2 separate regions of the Sus scrofa genome follow, and region 2 is linked to region 1. A link is a contact called in public Hi-C data. All regions are on one chromosome and are shown on one strand. The core of a region is the stretch at or near the end of the contact, and the rest is flanking DNA. Distances in the headings are between cores, read along the strand shown. Region 1 has its middle 370 kb from the start of MAN1A1. Region 2 has its middle 80 kb from the start of FAM184A.

Evidence for each region. Hi-C and Micro-C count contacts between places; a contact is called where the count stands out from the background.
Region 2: a contact with region 1 is called in a Hi-C map of liver, with 6 times the contacts expected there. The contact joins two enhancer-like sites. A contact is called at or near these places in 5 of 47 Hi-C or Micro-C datasets (embryonic fibroblasts, epiblast stem cells and liver).

The regions. Positions count from the first base shown.
Region 1 is chr1:42,362,399-42,365,510 of Sscrofa11.1, forward strand. No RefSeq gene overlaps it. Among named protein-coding and RNA genes, the nearest start is that of MAN1A1, 370 kb to the right of the region's middle. Within about 2 kb of position 1,698, at least 3 of the 83 cell types and tissues checked have an H3K27ac peak or open chromatin away from gene starts, as enhancers often do. A contact at or near this core is called in liver, where this site is marked.
Region 2 is chr1:42,922,104-42,925,198 of Sscrofa11.1, forward strand. No RefSeq gene overlaps it. Among named protein-coding and RNA genes, the nearest start is that of FAM184A, 80 kb to the right of the region's middle. Within about 2 kb of position 1,603, at least 21 of the 83 cell types and tissues checked have an H3K27ac peak or open chromatin away from gene starts, as enhancers often do. A contact at or near this core is called in liver, where this site is marked.

The DNA.
Region 1 (3,112 bases), core at 448-2,947:
AAGAAACACATAAGTGGTTACCTGGCTAAAGTGGAATGGATTGAGTGGGAAGGGACATAAGAGAACTTTGGAAAGTGATGGGTATGTTCTATATGTTGATTGTGATAGTGTTTACAAGGAGGTTTAAACTTGTCAAAATCCTATTATTAATGTATACTGAAAAGGGGTGCATTTTTTAAGTCAATAAGGTTGACTTAAATAAATATGTAGATAAGTAACCAGTAATCTTAAAATCAAAATCGACAGTTCATGAACTCCACATGATGACTATTTTGGCTTTCTTACCACTCTGGAGCCCCTTTTCATTGAATTCTAATAGCAAAACACAGTGACATGTCTCAACAGCATTACAAAGGATAATAAAAAATCAATTTTCAAATTTTTAAACTAATGTGTGATACAGAGCATTAATGTCCTATCTGAAAATATATTTAGTTCAATCTAATAATTTCAGAGCATTTTCAATAAACCTTTTTTCAGATATCATCCTTTCTAATAAAGAGCCTAGTTGAATCATCACAAAAGTGAAAACAATAACAAATTAATGTGGCAGAATGAAAAAGAGGCTGTACTAATGATCAGTGTTAACACAAGCAGTAAACAGCTGCTCAGCTCTTCCCAGAATCAGCCTTACCCTTGACCACCTCTCCTTGAGCCTTTCTCTTCTGGCTTTGGACCATCTGTCATGTGTCAGTTAAGCCATATTCTGAGACATCTACATTTCAACACCAATCTCAAACCCTGTAAATATGCACAAATTCTAGGCAAGACCATTATGGCCTATTTTAACATTTTGTTTTCCTTAGTTTCATTTAAAACCCTATCACACAAGGGAGAAACTTAGAAAATTTCAGTGGCAAAATGCAGTATAATTGCCTCTGGGAAGTTCCTCTTACCTTCTACAAGATTTGGTAGCAATTCAATAAATTGTCAAGCCTTGTAAAGAAGGAGAATACCATACAATTTCCTCTAGTCAATAAGGAAGATGCACTGGGGATTCGGTTAATTCTGAAGCCTCAGATCTTGAGCGTCTATAGGATTTTCCTCCTTAGCTGCATTTCAATCTCAATCCTGAATATAATATTTAAATTTGTCATGACCATATTCAGTTATCATTCTCCTACTTTCCAAATGTTATGTATCATTTATGAGAAATGAAAACAAAATTGTCTTTCTTGATCTTTGAAATAACCCAGAGTACCTAGTTAATTTCCAAATCTATTTTCTCAGTTGAGTAGGGGAAGAAAACGAAATGGAGCCAGCTTGCTGAGCTAAATAGAAAAAGTTCAGAACTGAGATGAAGAGCTAAATTATCTTTTCCAATACATCACATCAACAACTTCACAGACCGCCTAGGAAATTCTACACTCTAAACCTTCCTACTGAACACCTACTGAATATATCATCTAAGATAAGGTGAGAAATATGGAGACAATGTTATATTTATATATAACTATGCCTAAGAGTCTATTTTGTTTAAACGAAGTTTATCAGGTTATTATTCTCTTGACAAGCTATCTGGTTTCTACTTAGAGCAGTCACAATACTTGATTTAAAATGTAAAATGAAAAGAGCTCTTACATGTGATAAAACCAATTTAGTTTTAATTCAGAAATAAAAATAGACCCTAGTGCAACCCACTGTTTACTCTTCTACTTGAACATGTTTTTACATTTCAGGAGAGAAAGATCAGTTTACTCTCTGCACAAAAGCAAACATTGCAAAGGACCACAGGTCAGTATGCAGGAGGTTCTCAAACTGGAACATTTTCTTTCCTTTGCTGTTTTATCCCTTCCCATTTTCAATTTAAAGCATTGACTGGTAATTTAACCTTATGCCTATGAATTAGTGGATATAAGTAAACTAAGGGATAAGAGTTGTGCTGTAAAAATGATCACGCAGGAGGCAGAGCACTGGTGCTCTCATCACTGGAAACTAATCACAGCTTTGATTTATTTGCAGTTCCTGGCACACTAACCGCTAGCACAGCTAGTACACAGAACAGCTAGCAAAGATCAAGGCAGTTCACATATTAGAATGCTTTGCTTACCAAGAAAGCACCTACTATATTCGAAAGAATCTTTACACAAAAACAAACACGGTGGAACTGGAGGAAGTGCATAGTTTAACTACACTCCCTCTGAAGAAAAACACTATTTCCACTAAACATCCAAGCAGATTCATATTATTCAAGCACCTGGCAGAACTGTAATGGTAGGCACTTGTGGCCTCATCATCATAAAGATAAAAAGGCTAACATAGCCCAACCCTCATACTTCCTGCTACTCCTTCTTTTTCTTCTAAAGACGAAGTAAGGAAAAGTTGGAATAAGAGTAATATTCTTCTTTACTGATGGGAACAGAATTTTATGAATATGCAGTTTCACACGACCCCCCTCCCCAAAGATCTGTTTCTGAGATCCTCTTATAAATAAAACAAGTCTCCATCAGTTTTCAGTACTGCCACAATTAAACACACACGTGCACACACACACCATAAATGTATACACAATTTTCAGGGAATTTTAGCTATCCCAAGCATATATTTAGTTCAATTCAAATCTATGTGCAACCATGTATTTAGCCTGTCAAAGTATGTTCACATTTGAAAGCAGTTACGATGAGCAAAAGCTATTATTTACCTTCGAGTTTTGGACCCTGCCTCATCACAAAAGTGACACATGAGGCACAGAGGACTCCTCTCTTTCTTACTGCTCACAGTAAGTACTAAACATTTAGAATGAAACTAAGAGGAGTTCCTGCTGTGGCACAATGGGATTGGCAGCATCCCTGGAGCTCTGAGATGCAGGTTCGATCCCCATCCTGGCACAGTGGGTTAAGGATCCAGTGTTGCCAAAGCTGTGGCCTAGGTTGCAACTGTGGCTTGGATCTGATCCCTGGCCAAGGAACTCCTCATGCCACAGGGCAGCCAAAGAGAAAAAGAAAAAGAAAAAAAAAAAAAAAAAAAAAACTAGAAAACTCATGGCCCTAAGTCAGCAAGCAAACAAACCAATTAAAAACAAAAATCAAAAAACCTAAGCTGACTCTAAGTCTGCAGTTCAGAGGTGACTTCTGGTGCCATTTTCAACACATAGGAGAGAAATGTCACACTA
Region 2 (3,095 bases), core at 353-2,852, 560 kb after region 1:
GAAGCTAAAATTCTGAGATCAAGGTCTCTATGGGGTTGGTTCCTTCTGAGGACTGTGAGGAAGAATCTGTTCTGTGCCACTCTCCTGGCTCCTGGGGGTGTATTGGCCACATGTGGCATCCTTGGCTTATAATGCATCACCCCATCTCTCCCTTTATCTGCACTTGGCATTCTCCCTGTGTGAGCATCTTTGTCCAAATTTCCTCTTTTTGTGAGAATGCCAGTTGTCTCGGATTAAGGCCCTCCTAACGATGTCATCTTAACTGGACCATCTTCAAAGACCCTATTACTAAATAAGGGTCACCTTTTCAGGTACTGGGGATTAGGACTTGGGCATTACTGGGGGGACACAATTCAACCTACAGTCCGTGTATTACCTCGTTCAGTGTCGTAAGGGCCGTAATGGTCACTAGGATAAACTGGGACATGGAGGCTTGAAAAGATTTGTTTACCTTTTCCAAATTCATCTACTGCACAAAAATGGCAGAACGAGGGTTTGAATCTAACAGTTTGACTCAAACAACGATGCTCTTCATCACCATATGGGGTTTCCCAAGAGCATGAGGCACTTTCCCAGCATTTCAGTCACCAGACCATAGGTTATGCTCTGTGATCGTCCTATCTACTTGCAGGAGTGCTAGCTACTAATGATGGAACACCTAGGCATATGTACCTTATCTCACTGAATCCCCCCAAACAACCTCGGAAGTCATTTTCTCTTTACCCCGGTTCACAGAGACGCAGATTAAAGGTCAAAGACATTGAGAACTTTTGGCCAATGTCACAAATAAAGTAAGGATGGAGCCAGGATTCAGGTCATTCCCCTCCCCAACCTAGATCCTGAAGATGTATTTCTCCCACTGCGTTTTGCTGTCTTTGACACAGACCTCAAAGGACATTAGGATATCAATTGGCCACATAAAAAATAAGAAGTTCAAGTAAATCTTGCCCATGCTGTTTTTAAAAGTGAGCACAAAACAAATCTCAGTTCCTAAGAATTTGAATCACCCCAGGGAAGGTACAGGAACATAGCAAATGTTTGTGTGATTACTTGGGCAACCTTGCCTGTGCTATGTAAATATGTAATGACTAATCAGCCAGGGCAGCTGAGGGATTTTTCTAGATGTGGGCAGTTTTTTATTTGTGCATATTTGCCCAGCTACGCGTGTGAAAAGGGAGGAAAAAAAGACTTCTAGCTATTTAGCATAATCATGAACCAAAACAAAAGGAGAAATTATTTCACTCCTGCTTAGGTAAAACATTTTAATCTTTCTAAATCTCTGTGTGTGTATTTTTGGGTTCGTAGCAACTGGCAGACTATTTAGGACAGAAATGTACATGTACTGAGGGCAAAGAGAGCCTTGGGAGGTGAGGATGTGTGCTGAGAAAGGAGAGATGATGTTTGGCCAGTGACAAACAGAAACTCCATTGACAAGGAATAGTCCTTGGCAAAATAATATTAAGATTTTTCTGGAGGTTGTTTACCATTACTAGTTTTCAGTTTTCTGACGTTGACAAAAACGGAAAAACCCAGATCCTGACTCTCCGGAGCTTCTCACTTTGCCGACTCTGCAAGAGCATTGGCAGCTTTATAGCGCCATCATGTGGTCACTTGTCAATTTGTTCCAAAATTCCGCGGGAGCCCAGCCTGGCAAGGAGAGGGACTGATGCGCACAGGATTGTGTTGGGCGAGAACAGAGCTGGCTAGTCCTCTAACTGACACAGGCAGCAATAGGGTGGTGCTGGGGGAGGGGAAAGCCAGGGCTGAGAAGACCCTGGGGGCAGAGCAGGGGTGGGGCAAGAAGATACCGAGCAGCTGGACCTGACCGTGTAGACAGGCAGCAGCAAAGAGGAAATTGACCCACGGGGAGTCATCGTAATGCCGCCTTAGTCAGGATTGGATGAGGAAGTTTCTTGGAAGAATTTAAGCTTCCAGAGAAGGAGGAGGAAGTGGCTACAGTGGTGGTAATGATGGTGGCTGTGGTTGTGGTAATGGTAACGTAATGGTGATGGTGGTGGTGGTAGGGGACCCATTTTGAGGGCAGCTGAGGGAGGCAAGAGACATGAAACAGAGGCTGGCACTATTCCACAGGGTATCTCAGCACCTCTAATGAGAGTTTGGGGACCTTCTCCTATCCTGGTGAGAAACTGTATTTGATTTCCTGGGAAGGCAGTGGCCGTGATTTGGAAAGGGGAGGGGTGCTGCAAATGCAGGACTGGGGTGGCAGAGTACCTAAGCAAATTTTTGGCCTCTCCAAGTTGGATTTCCTCATTGTAAATTAGGGTGTTTGCTTCATGGAGCTGTTGTGGGGATGCAAGAAGATGATACAGAAAAGATTTAGCACGATGCCCAGCAATATTATAAACAGTACATGTTAGCCATCACTCTTACTCCTGCTATCATTGTTCTTAATATCATCATTTTGGACAAAATCTCCAATGTGTAACTCCTCCTAATAGCTGGTCCACATTTACCTGTGGACCAGAATCATGGTCATGAATACACAGCGTGATGTCTTTTTGACCAGACTTGCAGACTGTTAAAAATAAAAAGCCACAGGAGCTAGTCAATACAACTGTTGGGCCTTTCCTGCTAAACATTCCAGTCAGTGGGTCAGAGAGCCAAAGTATATCAATCACCTTGTGATTTGTAATTTTTGTATTGCCTGTCCTTTCCCAGCCCCTTGGTTCTCCCCGATATTTTTTTCTCCGGGCACGCACTGTATTAGTCAGTCTCAGCAGGAATCAGATGGACCCAAAGGAGTAACTGAAGGATCAGTGATAGAGCTGTTTATGGACATGAACCTGTACTTTCAAGTGCCAATAAAGGCTCCACTTGATCAGAAAAAGCAGTCCATCCGGTCATCCAATCCGCAGAATGCTAAACCAACTCGAGGCTCTATACTTATTTCCTCGTTCCTTGATTTTTCTTTTCTTTTCTTCAGCATGAGGAAGTTCCCCCGGCACCGGGGATCGAATCCAAGCTGCATCAGCGATGAAGCCCAATCCTTAATCTGCTGAACCACCAGGAAACCTCATCTTTGATCTTTCTAAACAAGGTCAGATCTGCAGCCCTGACCAATCATGCCCTGTCTC